Linked DNA regions of Zea mays: region 2 is linked to region 1. A link is a contact called in public Hi-C data. All regions are on one chromosome and are shown on one strand. Each heading gives the region's core, a stretch centred on a gene start, on an enhancer-like site or on the middle of the called end of the contact. The rest is flanking DNA. Distances are from core to core; before and after follow the strand shown.

The links. A called contact is a pair of places that touch in the nucleus more often than the background predicts.
Region 2: a contact with region 1 is called in a Hi-C map of leaf, with 5 times the contacts expected there. The contact joins the promoter of LOC100383725 here to the enhancer-like site in region 1. A contact is called at or near these places in 2 of 25 Hi-C or Micro-C datasets (ear and leaf).

The regions. Positions count from the first base shown.
Region 1 is chr6:19,570,544-19,576,958 of Zm-B73-REFERENCE-NAM-5.0, forward strand. It overlaps the pseudogene LOC103630883. Among protein-coding and RNA genes, the nearest start is that of LOC109940297, 8.6 kb to the left of the region's middle. Within about 2 kb of position 2,693, at least 14 of the 20 cell types and tissues checked have an H3K27ac peak or open chromatin away from gene starts, as enhancers often do. A contact at or near this core is called in ear and leaf, where this site is marked.
Region 2 is chr6:19,815,905-19,822,858 of Zm-B73-REFERENCE-NAM-5.0, forward strand. It overlaps LOC100383725, which reads right to left and starts at 1,998. Exons shown (of 1, transcript NM_001176362.1): 1 at 575-1,998. The coding sequence starts at 1,450. The coding sequence ends at 587.

The DNA.
Region 1 (6,415 bases), core at 1,443-3,942:
AAAGCTGGATTCAGAACTAGTTATGTTGGGATTTACAAAATGCCAAGTGGAGCATGCAGTTTACAGGAAGGGAACAGGTGAATCTCTACTGGTCATAGGAGTCTATGTTGATGACCTAATCATATGTGGGCCATTAGTTGACAGGATTGCAGAGTTTAAGAGATAGATGCAGAAGACTTTCAATATGAGTGATTTAGGATTACTCACCTACTACTTAGGGATGGAGGTCAGACAGAGGGAGAATGAGATCACTATCTGTCAGAGGGCTTATGCAACAAAGATTGTCGAGTCACTGCAGATGAAAAATTGCAATCCAACAGACACTCCTATGGTACAAAGAATCAAGCTTACTACTGCAGAAAAGGGGACTGAGAGGGATGAAACAAAGTACAGAAGCATAATTGGCAGCTTGAGGTATCTAGTGAATACCAGACCTGACTTATGTTTTGCAGTGGGTTTGGTCTGTAGATTCATGGAAGCACCAGACAAGGAACATTGGCAAGCAGTGAAGAGGATAATCAGGTATCTTGCTGGCACACTTGATTTTGGTGTTAAGCTTAGAAAAGGAGGTAGTAGTGAGCTGTCACTACTTGGGTATACGGACAGTGACTGCTCAGTGACCTTATCAAAAGGAAAAGCACCTCTGGTATTCTATTTTTTCTAGGCATGAATCTGATAACTTGGGCATCACAGAAACAGAAAGTTGTGGCTCTCGCCTCGTGTGAAGCAGAATATGTTGCTGCTGCTCTTGGAACATCTCAAGGAGTGTGGCTAAGTATTCTTATTGCAGACATCACCAATGAACCCATTCAGAAATTCAGACTATTGGTGGACAACATGTCAGCCATCGAGCTGAGTAAAAATCCAGTTTACCATGAAAGGAGCAAACATATTGACACTCGTTTTCACTACATTCGTGACTGCATTGAGAAGGGCGTGGTTGATGTAGATCACGTGGGCACTGAGGATCAGCTGGCGGACATATTAACGAAGTCGTTGGGCAGGATCAGATTCGTCGAGCTGAGGTCAAGGCTGGGCGTGATTCAAGTCCAACAAGATTAAGGGGGTGAAATGTTAGCTAGATGAATAAGTTTTCACTTTGCTGTAATCGTGTTGGAGTCTTTACATTTCAGTTGTGTGCGTGTTAGGGGCAAAGAACTGTAGGCGGTCGGTGCTGTGCCTGACGCGCTGCAGTCGCCCGTGTGCGTGAACCAGCCGCGACGCTGTGCTGCGCATGCCTGTGGTCGTGATCCGAAAATCGGGCGATCATGGAGCGCGACGTGCGGCGGGGAAAGACCAGGCTTCAAGCCTTTGTATTCGCACATATATAAAGTGACTAAACACCCGAAAAACTGCGGCGGTTGCGCAGGCAAATATCATCGTCTCCATTCTAAATTCTGTGAGTGTCTGCGTTCTAGGGAGGTGTCGCCGCTGTTCGCCGGACCTGATCGGCGGGCCTCGGATCCAACAGAAGCAAAGGGATCGGTCACTGTTTGAGACGATTAGAAGTTGGGATTGTGCAGGCGAGAACTCGGTCTCGTCGGTCTCATCAGTGAGAGACCACCATAGACTGTTTTGCAATAAATTGTACTGGAGACGATGTGACAGATTGTTTTCTTTGAAATTTCCCAAATTTATGGAAACAAAGTTATATTTTCAAAGCACTTATCTTGTGCTGATTATTGATATTTGTGTGGGCCGAGATTGGACTATAAAGTGAATACATTCGAACCATATAAATGTCAGGCGAATGTAAAATCGAAGCACTGTACTGGGAAATAGAACGTCCATACTCTTGTCAGTTAGTCAGATCCAGTAGCTACGGCTGGAAACACAGGTACACAACATGTACTGAATCACTGATTAAGTTGTACAGTACTTGCTTGGCCCGCTTGCAGTGACTTTGAAAGGATAATGGTGGCTTGTTTGAAAAACTTCCAAGTCGATCGGAGAGGAACGTTCCAGCCATAAACCATCTCTACTATAATGGACAAATCAACAAACAAAAGAATGAAATTAGAAATATACTGCCTAGTATCTAAGATCTCACCAATAATCATTTTGTTCTATACGATCGCATACTGCAATTTGGCTGATTTTTTACAAATGCCAAGCCTTCAGTTTCCTTCCATGGCACACAAACAAAAAGGAAAAAAAAACAAACTATTGCATTACGAGTCATCAAGTGCTCAGGGAAGGGAGAGGGAACAACCTGCAGGTGGCGACGAGGAGCGCAGAGATCCAGCGAGGGCGCCGCCGTGTGGCCCGGTGCGGGGTGTCGAGTGCGGCTCCGCGCAGCCTGGCGTGGGGCGCCGCCTTGCGGCATGGAGCGCGGTGGCGAGATCAGCTCCGTGCGGCATGCAACGAGCAGCCGGGTCGTCGAGCGTGGCTCCTCGCGGCCTGGAGCGGGGCGTCTAGCATGGCTCCGCAAGGCCTGGCGAGGGCCACCGTCGACTGTCGTATGACCTAGAGCGAGGCGTCAAGCATGGCTCTACGTGGCTTGGTGAGGGGCGGCTCAAATCCTGCTATCCTGGGTCCAGCGGTGGCCACCCTCGGTGAGAAGATTCGGCAGTGTGACGGTGGGGAACCTAGCAGCGGGACATGAAGAGGCGCGGGACAGGGAGGGAGGGGAGGGGAGAGGAGAGGATGATGTAGTATGATTTTTTGCGGGAAAAAAAAACAAAGCCAGAGGGAATCGAACCGTGGCCGATGGCGCTTGCGTGGGGAGCTTGAGGCGGAGGGAGGGGAGGGACGAGGGGGTTAGGTGGGTGAGAAGCCTATCATCAAACTTCTTCCATCGACCATCGGATCTGATCTAGGTATTTTATTAGCCCTTGATTCTAATAGAGACAAATTCTCGTGTGTATTTTTCCTGGTGCACACAATGGATGGAGCTCTTAGCGAAGGAAACCAAACATTTCACACTTTCGGGTATTTGGGTGATTGAGCAAATTTGAAAGGAAGTGTGATGAATGATTCTTTCTTGGTTATGCAATAAATAGCAAAGCTTAGAGTGCACAGCAAAACCCACAGCATAGTTTAAGAAGTGTATGATGTCGAGATTGATGAAACAAATATCTCACAATGAAACAAGAAAATCTAGATGATGATGTGAGAGGTACCAGATTGGACAATGCAATGAAAAATATGCCAATTGGTGATGTGAAGCCAAGGGAGGTGGAAGAAGATGATGAAGATTCAATTAGAGTGATGGGTTTTGTTTGTAATTTGAGGGCAAAGAGTGTGATATTCAAGAGCTTGTTATTATTCTTCAAAGACAGGATCCATTCACATTATCATATTCTGTTAGCTTCTGCCGAAGCAAATTAAAGTGAATGAAACCTATATATGATCAAATGTGGTATTTATTATTACAGATCTTACAACCGAATTCAAAGCTAATAAATATAGATATTACAATCCACTTGGGGTTAAATGCATATTTTTGCAAGCAGGACAAACCCCAAAACTTTTAAATCATATTCCTATTTCTTGCCTGCAAGCAACACCTGACGGCGATACTCTGTGAGAGCCCAGATAGGAAAGATATTCCTGTAAGTGGAGTAACTAGCCATGGCAGTTTGTAGGAAAACTCCAATGATCTCCTGTTGTATACATTTTTATCAGCATAATGTTGTAAATGATAATAAATCAAAATGGGATCCTTTGCATAAAGTAACTATAAAAGAGTTTTTATATAGATAATCCTGCATATGTACACGTTATCTATACAAAAACTTGGATACCATAGATTAATCATTGTTGATTTGAAACACACATTCTATAATACATCCTAGTATATATAAAAGAGTTTTTTTTTTGTATCTGACCATATTCCATAATGCATCCTAGTATATATAAAATAGTTTTTTTATCTGACCATATTCTATAATGCATACAACACAAAAGGAAAAAGTATATATAACATATTGGCATTTATCCTAGTGTGCTTACTTCAGGTTTCAACCTATTAAACCTAGTATTCTACACACTGAACTGCACAATATTGTCTAAATGACCCCCCCCCCTCCCCCGGTGATTTTGCCATAGTGGCGTGCCACGCTAGCCTGGCCCACTTGTCAGGGGGGAATGAATGCACTCTAATTGTCCCTGCCTCAGCCCTCCCCCTCTCTCCTTAACGTAGAATGACTTCTCGGCCAGCCACATGACACCCCGCAGAGCATCTCTAGCAGCTCACCAATATTTTACCCTCAATAAAATGGTTTTGGTGATCATCAATAGTGCCTTTTCATAATAGAGGATGTGGAAAGAAAAAGATGGTAGTTGTTGTGGTCCCATCATTATTGGAGGAGATGCAATTCCCCCTTTTTTTGAGGGGAGATGAGAGGTTTTTTTGGTGATCACCAATAAAAGAGAGACCTATTGGGGATATGTTGGAGCAATGAAATTGTCTCATCTCCCCCAATCTAATAGTTTTATGGGGATGAGAGATGATATTGGGGAGCTGTTGGAGATGCTCTAATAGTGTTGCTCATTGTATCCCAGCTCCACTCATCCTTTGCGCTGTCGATGGCCTCGCACGAACAACCATGGAGTAGCACCGTGCAGAAGGCGTTATAGACCTTGAAGGTGGCATGGACCCCACGGAGGGACGTGGTGTAGAGCATCGTGAAGGATTAAGGGATGCTTGCCTTAGAGTTGTCCACGATTGGGTAGAGGGGATGCGGAAGTGGTAGTCCCTACTTTTGAGCTCATAGGACATTGTGGGCTTGGCTAGAATTCTGGGTCAAGTCATCACACAGGGACACATGATGGTGTTATTAGACATTTTTCTAATACAAAATATCTGTACAAGCATAATCTCACATCACATTTACAAGAATTATATTTGCGCGTACTAAGGCCAAAACATATTAGAATTAAGGGTAATGTGAATCTGCTGTTATTCATTCTTTATTCTAGTAATGTTACTGATGGCAAACATAATGCCATAAAATCAACAAGATTCATTTGTTTACTCATAAAAATTATGATGTGATCAAGGATCTAAAGATATACAAATATAATGGAGATTGGCTCGGACCCTCTAAGGAGGAGAAGGCCGGAACTATTTTTCCATTATCTAAAACAAATATAATGGAGATGCTTCACACTCTGATGTTCATATTTTATATACGAAATAAAAATCATGCTCATCCATTCATTATTTTTACTGCAATTATCATTCCACAACCACTATATAGCATTCTCCTGCCTATACAAACTTATCTCCTGGGGCATTTGGTTGACGAATATAGATATTAGTGGTATTTGGTATTCCTAACAAGCCTATCTATGGATTTAATTTCCATGGAACTTTGATTTAACATTGTTTTTGTATAGGTTAGTTTGTTTAGTTGCCAACCCATGGATTTGAAACTGCTAGGTATATATCACTACTAGTTCATAGTATTATTATTAAACTATTGTTTTTATGCAATTTCAAAGATGTAAATATAGGTATGTGCTCTGCTTGAGTTCTCCTGAAATTAGATTAATTTTTGACGTGTGCAAACATTCTCCATAATATATTGCGAGAGTATGCCTACATCCAATATGATTTAATACATTGAACATCATGGTTATATCAAGCTTGGCACTACGGTTCTCATTATAATCAAGAATACTTCCTCACGAGCTATAAATTTTGGTTGGGTAGATTCATTTGGGCTAGTAGTCTAGAGTAGCTTCCATTTTGAGAAGCATGCAGTAGTAATCCTCCAACTTTGTGAATTTAGTTATAAAAGTATATGCGAAAGATTATTAGGAATTTTGTAAGAATTATGTCGCCACAATCAAAGGCTTAGTGATGTGTCTTTAATGAACGATTAACACCCTATAAGAATAAATTAGTATTGTTTGAAATTTAATCAGTTTTCTCCTCTAGCATTTATAGGAAGGTAGAAGAAAGCATTAGTGCTTATCCATTGACCTTATTACCATCTTAGTTTATAGTTTAGTAATATCATCTCTTGGTGTCTTCTAATGACAGTGAATCAACCCGTCAGTGGCATCTGCTTTTACTTACTTGCTGTGGGAATTCATCACCATCTTCTAACTGTAAGTTGAGCAAAACCTTTGCTGCTCGATGCAGAGGCACTGGATCTCTTTCAGCCTATAAGAGACATCAAATAGTTTATTTTGCGAATGCCCACATCATAGTGAAAATCCAAGAAACAAAATGTTAAACAAAAAAAGCAGACCTGTCCAGCCTCAATTAGTGCCAGCAAGGCCCATGCAGTGTTCGTACCATGAGGTCGGTTACCATTAAGATTTGTGTAAACCTAATTGAATGCAAGCAAGAAGATGATTGGTCAGATCTTGCAGTTTAGGGATTTTGGTACTCTCTATGAGTACATTTTTTTTTTTTTTTTACTATGCACAAACCGATAGATTGATGTAAAACTTACCTCAT
Region 2 (6,954 bases), core at 748-3,247, 240 kb after region 1:
TCTAAATTTTATACTCTTATTTATTTTTGGTGAAGTTAGTGTATATATTCTTTACCATGAATTATTTAATTCATATATATATATATATATATATATATATATATATATATATATATATATTGTTGTAAAGGGTGCTTTAGGAGAATAATTAGATAGTTTGAAAGTCTTTCTTCTATTTATTGTTCCAAGTTTCAACTTAAACTTTAATCTCAAGATTTGGATCTAAGTTTTGAACTACCAAACTTTTAATATTGTCTTCTATTTACTTTAGAGAGGCAAACTTTATAAACGAAAGAAATCGTTATTAGAAACCATTTGATCTCAATTTTTTTTTGGAAAATTCTCTATATCACCAAAATGTTATTTTTGGGTGTTACAGGTAGCAAGAGATGATCCCGCGATGTCTGGTTAACCAATCCATCCCCAAAATAACATCTATTCCCTTTGACTAAAGTATGGTTAGGTCTGCCTTGAACTCTAGTCCCCCGATTAAGATACTTACTGCCCTGCATATCCATGTGCAGTTCACTTCCCCCATTGGTGAACTAGTGATTATGAGGCGTCTCCGAGGTATGGACTTTAATGGTTATTGCGCAGCAAATTTAGATGACACATATGAACTGGTGGCGCCTGAATCAAACAGTACTGTCGCAAAAGCATTATTAACCAAAAACTCACCGAGCGCGACGTCGGAGGCGTCTGCAGCGTCCTCGGTGGTCAGGTTGTTCAGCCTTCCTCTTGCTGCTGGCGGAGGTACACGCACCTGACTGGCTTGAGGGGTGCCTCCGGTTGCTGGTGACTTAGCCGGAGTCTGGTACTGTCTAGGACGCAGGTACACTGGCTGCCTCCTGCTGGGGCAGTCTGCTGCACGATGGCCTGGGTTTCTGCACGCGAAGCAAGTGAAGATGAACGAGCTTCCTGAGGACGGAGCCGGGGCTGCTGGCCTTGCCACACTAACTGCTTGATGTGAAGCTGCTGGCTTTGGGTAGCTCGGGTTCTGGTAACTGGTGTTCCCATAGCTGGGGCTGGGCACACTAGCGCTGGGGCAGGGTGTGCCTCTGCTGGACTGGTGTAGCCCGGTCTGAGGGCGCTGAGATGGCCCTAGGCGGTTCGGGGGACCAGTGCGCTTCCTCCTAAACCCCACACTGTCCTCATAGTCCAACCTCTCCCTTTCAACAACGATTGCTTTGCTCACCATGTGGCAGAGCGAGGGAAAGTCATGGGTGGCGAGGTGAGTTCTGAGCGCACGATGGAGCCCTTGCTTGAACCAATACTGCTTCTTCTTGTCTGTACTGGTCTCATCTGGAGCATACCTCATCATCTTGGTGAACACACTCGCGTATTCCTGAACGCGCTGAGTCCCCTGCTTGAGCTTGCGAAACTCTTCTGCCTTGTGAACCAGGATCTCCTTAGGGGACACAGAACTCACGGAAGGCAGTGGTGAACTCATCCCATGAGATGCTAGCAGGGTCTGGATGGGTTTCACAGAAGCTGTCCCACCAGGCTCGTGCAGCGCCGGTCATCTGGTGAGTGGCGAGGGCCACACATTCCTCATCGGTGCATGTCAGGAGGTCTAGCTTCTTCTCAATTTCTCTTAGCTAGACTTCTGCTTCCAGTGGGTCTTCAGTGAAGTCAAAGGTGGGAGGCCTCAGCTTGATGAACCCCTCGATCTTGCGAGTGAGGGTTTCTGGGTGTGGATCGCGACGGTAGCCATTGACGCCGTGGTGTGGGGCTTGGTGAGCTATGAGCAGTGTGCGGTGTGCCCATAGCTTCCATGAACTGGTTCTGGTTGGCCATCAGCTGAGCTAGAGTAGGTACTGGTGGTTCAGGCGGTGGATATGGGTTTTGTGGATTTGGATTGGGAGGTGGTGGCGGTAAGTTATGTGGGTTGTGGTTAGGTGGTGGTGGTGGTGGGGGTAGATCGTGGTGATTTGGGCTAGGTGGTGGAGGTGGTAAGTCGTGGTTCATCCATGGCTCAGGGGGTGGGTTGAGGTTGTCTGGTTCAGGTATTGGTGGTTCCTGATTGCCCAGATTCGACGGGTGCTGCTCCATATCTAGCGGTGGCATCTCTTCCAGTGGTTGGTTCCTTCCACCAGTGGCCCGTCCCTGGCCTTGGCCCCTTTCTCCGTGTCTTCCTCTGGCTCCACGCCCTCTTTCTCTAGGGGCTGAGGGGCCATACTGGCTGTTCGGTCAAACAAGTCTGAAAGGCGAACTTAGGGTGCGTTTGGTTGGAGAGTCAACTAGAATGGAGCGGCTCCATTCTAGTTTTTGAGAATGGAGCCGTTCTATTCTGCGTTTGCCAAGCAAAACAGAGCCGCTCTATTTTTTGTTTGGTTGAACAGTAGAATAGAGCGGAGCCGCTCCGTTCTTTGTTTGGTTAGAGAGCCATATGAGTATAGAGGGGAAGAGAGGGAGGAGAGTGCTCGCGTCCGGGAGAGCGCTCACATCTGGTTGTTTTGGAGGAGCGGGAGCATTCCAACTATTTATGGTAAATTTCTATATGGAGACTCCAGGAGCCGCTCCGCTCCTCTTTTGTTGGAAACCAAACATCCAGAAAATAGGAATGGAGCCGCTCCATTCTCTTCCACTCCTCAACCAAACACACCCTTAGATCAGCTCCAAGAGAACGCTTAAAACACCCTAAAAAGAATTTATTAGCAAAACAGCTCGTTTTCACCAATCCAACAGTCCCTCTATTTTCTCCCCCAATGGCTTGGCATCCCGAATAAGCGTCCGTCCTCCCCTCATATTTTTGCCTCGGTGACTCTTCCCCAATCGACTGTGCGCGCGCGAATGCGCGCGAAAATCGCAGGGTGTTCGACGCCATCCCGCGCCCAGCGTCTTCGCCTGGAACGCTATCCTCATCGCACTCTGGCTTCACTCGACCGACCCCTCCGCCGCGGCCTGCCTCCGGCATCTCTCCTGACGAGATCACGCTCTCCGCGCTCCTCAAGTCGCTCGCCGAGTCCGGACTGAGGCTGTCTGCACTCGTCGCCGCAGAGGTCCACGCCGTCGCGGTCCAGCGCGGCTTTGGGGACGACCTGTTCGTGTCCAATGGTCTCATCACCGCGTACGCGAACGCCGGAGATTCACGCTTCGCTCGCGCAGTGTTTGCCGAATTTTTCAACAGCTCCTGGCCGGCTGCTCCATGTGGCGGCGCTGCCACCAGTTGCAAAACCTTGGTGAATATTTAAACCATGTGGCCCAATTAAGTGAATACGTGGCCCATGTTGGTGATTTAAATATTTTAGGGATCACTTTTTCACATTCTGATTTGCGTTCACAGGTTTTTTAGCATTGTTTTTTTTTTCAACATCCCCCAATACCAGATTTTTGGGAACATTTTTTTATGATCTCTTGGAGTTGCTCTTAGCGGTGGATCGACATCTGCCTACATGTGGATGGGGTGACATAGCGGTCATACTATTGCCATAGTGGCGTTTTAAGCAGTGTTGTGGGCGACACTTTTATTCTTAATTGTTTTTGAAATAATTCAAGTAAATAAATCGGCACACAATGGGAAGAAGCATAAGATCCAAGCAAAAAGCATGAAGATGCAAACACACAAACAAGGGTATCAGTCATGATCGTACTATCGTGGTAATCAAGATTCAAGGCGAGATGGTTACTAACGATCGACCTCATCATACATGGACTCATCATGGTATATGACTCGACTCATGACGGGGGTGGCAATGGGGCTAATGATACAGACTCTATCACGAACACTGTCAATGTCAGGGCTGCAGGGTACAGACTCTCATGGACTCATAACTCCATCAACTTATGAAACCCTAAGCACGGTTACTCCTAAACTCTCATCATGAATGTGTCATGGAAACTGCCACCTGTGTAAGCATCTATTCTGCTTGTCTGAAGAGGATCTGGTAGTCAGATGTGTCATCGTTGGAGAACTATGTGACACTGGTACCAGTTGGGAAGGATACTATCCTGCCCAGCTCGGACCGTCCCTCTGGGTAGAACCTGTCGGTGACCTCCATGGCCCAAGCCATCTCTAGGGTCAACTTCTCCTTCTTCCTCATGACACAGCGACTCTCTATCAGCCGCAGTGTAGTGCGGGGAATCCAGAATCCCTCCTTCTTGATCTTGAGTCGGTTTCCTGCCGGTAGGCAACGGCTAAGAGCTCTCAACTCTTAGACTCGACGTTGGTCAGAGTCCTTCCAAACCTGCAGGAGTCTGTCACACTTGTACTGTTGGTAGGCTGCCTTCTGGAGTGTGTCAGTCAGGTTGGCTGCGTTGGCCAAGTTGTTCTTGTCCTGATGGGCGATCTTTCTCTGCAAACTCAGGTTCTCTGTGACTACTGATGTCTACTCCTCAAAGACCTCACCCACTCTCGAGTGCATAGTCTCCAGTGCTCTGCCCAGCTGGGTTAGCTCCAACTCTGCGTGGGTCTGTCGGGCCTCGGCTGTCATGCGGCGGTATCACTCTGCTGCAAAGCTCTCCTGGGCAGTCCTGGCGGCACGCTCGTTGGTGTTGTTCTGGATGTTGTTTGAATAAGTCCATGAGGCAGTTAACTATAGAAGGTAAAGGTGATTAGCACCATTCATGGCATGGCCCAGGGAGTTGGGATGGCAACTACCGATCACGAGCATGCCTTGATTAGCAGAATAATTTCCTACCATGTAATGCAGTCAGTTCTTTGTTTAAATAGAGATAGCAACCACAGAGAATGTGTGGCCTTTGCAATAGCAATACACCAGTATCCATCTCGTGTGTGTGTGTGGGAATTCCATCTCGTCTTAGGGACTTCTGTCATTTGGTATCAGAGCCAAGTCCTCGCCGCAGCTATGGCATCGCAGCCGCGTTCCAAGCAGCCGCTGATCGGTGATGGCTCCGGCGAGGAGAAGGTCCAGCCATCATGTTCGCCGCGCCGTCGCCGTGGCCGTTCCGGTAGTCGCCACCGCTCTGGATCACGGATCGTGGAGCGCGTCGTCGAGCGTTCATCCGCCAACGTCGCGTGGCCGATGCTCACGCGAACAAACTACCCGGAGTGGGCGCTGGTGATGGAAGTGAACTACCAGACGCTTCGCGTCTGGGACGCTGTCGACATCGGCATCGATGAGGACCCGGATGAGGATGAGTACCAGCAAGACCGCCAGGCAATGGCGTGTCTCCTGCGCTCGGTTCCCTCCGAAATGTGGGGGACGCTCGGTCGCAAGCGGACCGTGAAGGAGGCGTGGGACGCTATCAAGATACTGCGGGTCGGTGATGGCCGCGCGCGCGACGCCAGCGCGCAGCAGCTCCGTCGCGAGTTCGGCGCGCTCGCCTTCAAGGATGGGGAGTCCGTTTCCGAATTCGGGATCCGCATCACGTCGCTCGCCGTCAACCTTCGCATCCTCGGCGACAATATCTCCGATGTCGAGGTGGTAAAGAAGCTTTTGCAGGTGGTACCTGATCGGCTGTCTCAGGCCGCCGTCTCTCTCGAGATGTTCCTCGATCTGAACACGGCTTCGATCGAGGACGTCGTCGGGCGGCTGCGCGTGTTCGAAGAGCGCGGCAAGCCGAAGGAGGTCACGGACGGTATGGGCCGACTGCTGCTCTGCGAAGAAGATTGGGAGGCACGTCGCCAGGCCCGCCGCGAGCAGGAAAGTTCCGGTGGTGGCAGTAGCTTGAGCAGCCGCGGGAAGGACCGAGGACGTGGACGCGGTCGTGGCGGCGCCGGCTCGTCGTCCCGTGACGGCCAGTCCGGCAAGAACACGGGCGCTGGCAACGCGGGCGGTGGCAGGCCGCCGCCAGGAACCCTCTGCAACAGCTGCGGGAAGAAAGGGCATTGGGCCAGAGACTGCAAAGGCAAGAGGAAAAAGGCCGCGGCCCATGTGGCCCAGGCAGAGGAGGAAGAAGACCGGGCCCTCATGCTCATCTCCGTTGAGTCGGAGGTAACCGCGCCGCACGCACCTCTTCCCCATTCTTCAGCGCCGCCGCCGCCGCTGTGCGATGTTGAGCCGCCACCGCTGTGCGCCGTCGATTCGCCGCAGCGCGTCCACCTCGTCGAGCCAAAGGTCCTCCTCCACCTTAGAGAGGAAGAGAAGGAGGCAGAGGGCCCCTGTCGATGGGTCCTCGACACCGGCGCGACGAACCATATGACGGGTTCGCGTCATGTCTTCTCCGAGCTCGACAGCAGCGTGACCGGCACCGTCAAGTTTGGTGACGGGTCGGTGGTCAACATCGAGGGGAAGGGCACTGTGCTCTTCGCCCTCAGATCCGGTGAACACCGCCGGCTCGACGGCGTCTATTACATCCCGCGGCTCACGACCAACATTGTGAGTCTCGGGCAGATGGATGAGGAGGGTTTGAAGGTCGTCATCGAGAAGGGGATCCTGCGTCTCTTCGACCCGCAGCGGCAACTGCTCGCCAAAGTGCTGCGGTCACCAAGCCGGCTCTACCTCCTCAATATGAATCTCGCCGCTCCTGTGTGCCTCACTGCGCGCGCCGGGGATGTGGCATGGAGCTGGCACGAGAGGTATGGCCACGTCAACTTCCAAGCACTCCGCAAGCTTGGACACGGTGGCATGGTGCGCGGACTGCCAGCCATCGATCATGTTGCTCAGGTCTGTGAAGACTGCGTCCTGGCGAAACAGAAGAGGAAGCCGTTCCCCAAGGCCGCCAAGTACCGAGCTCAGGAGGAGCTCGAGCTGGTTCATGGAGATCTTTGTGGCCCGATAACGCCACACACGCCGGCTGGGAACGCTTATTTTCTGTTGCTGGTTGATGACATGAGCAGGTACATGTGGCTCACGCTGCTACGCTCCAAGACAGACGCACCGGCGGCCATCATAAAATTCCAGGCGCGGGTGGAGCGTGAGTCCGGCAAGAAACTGAAGGTGCTCCGGACAGACAATGGAGGTGAATTCACCTCTGTCACATTTGGTGAATACTGCGCAGGAGAAGGGATACAACGTCACCACTCGGCTCCATACACGCCACAGCAAAATG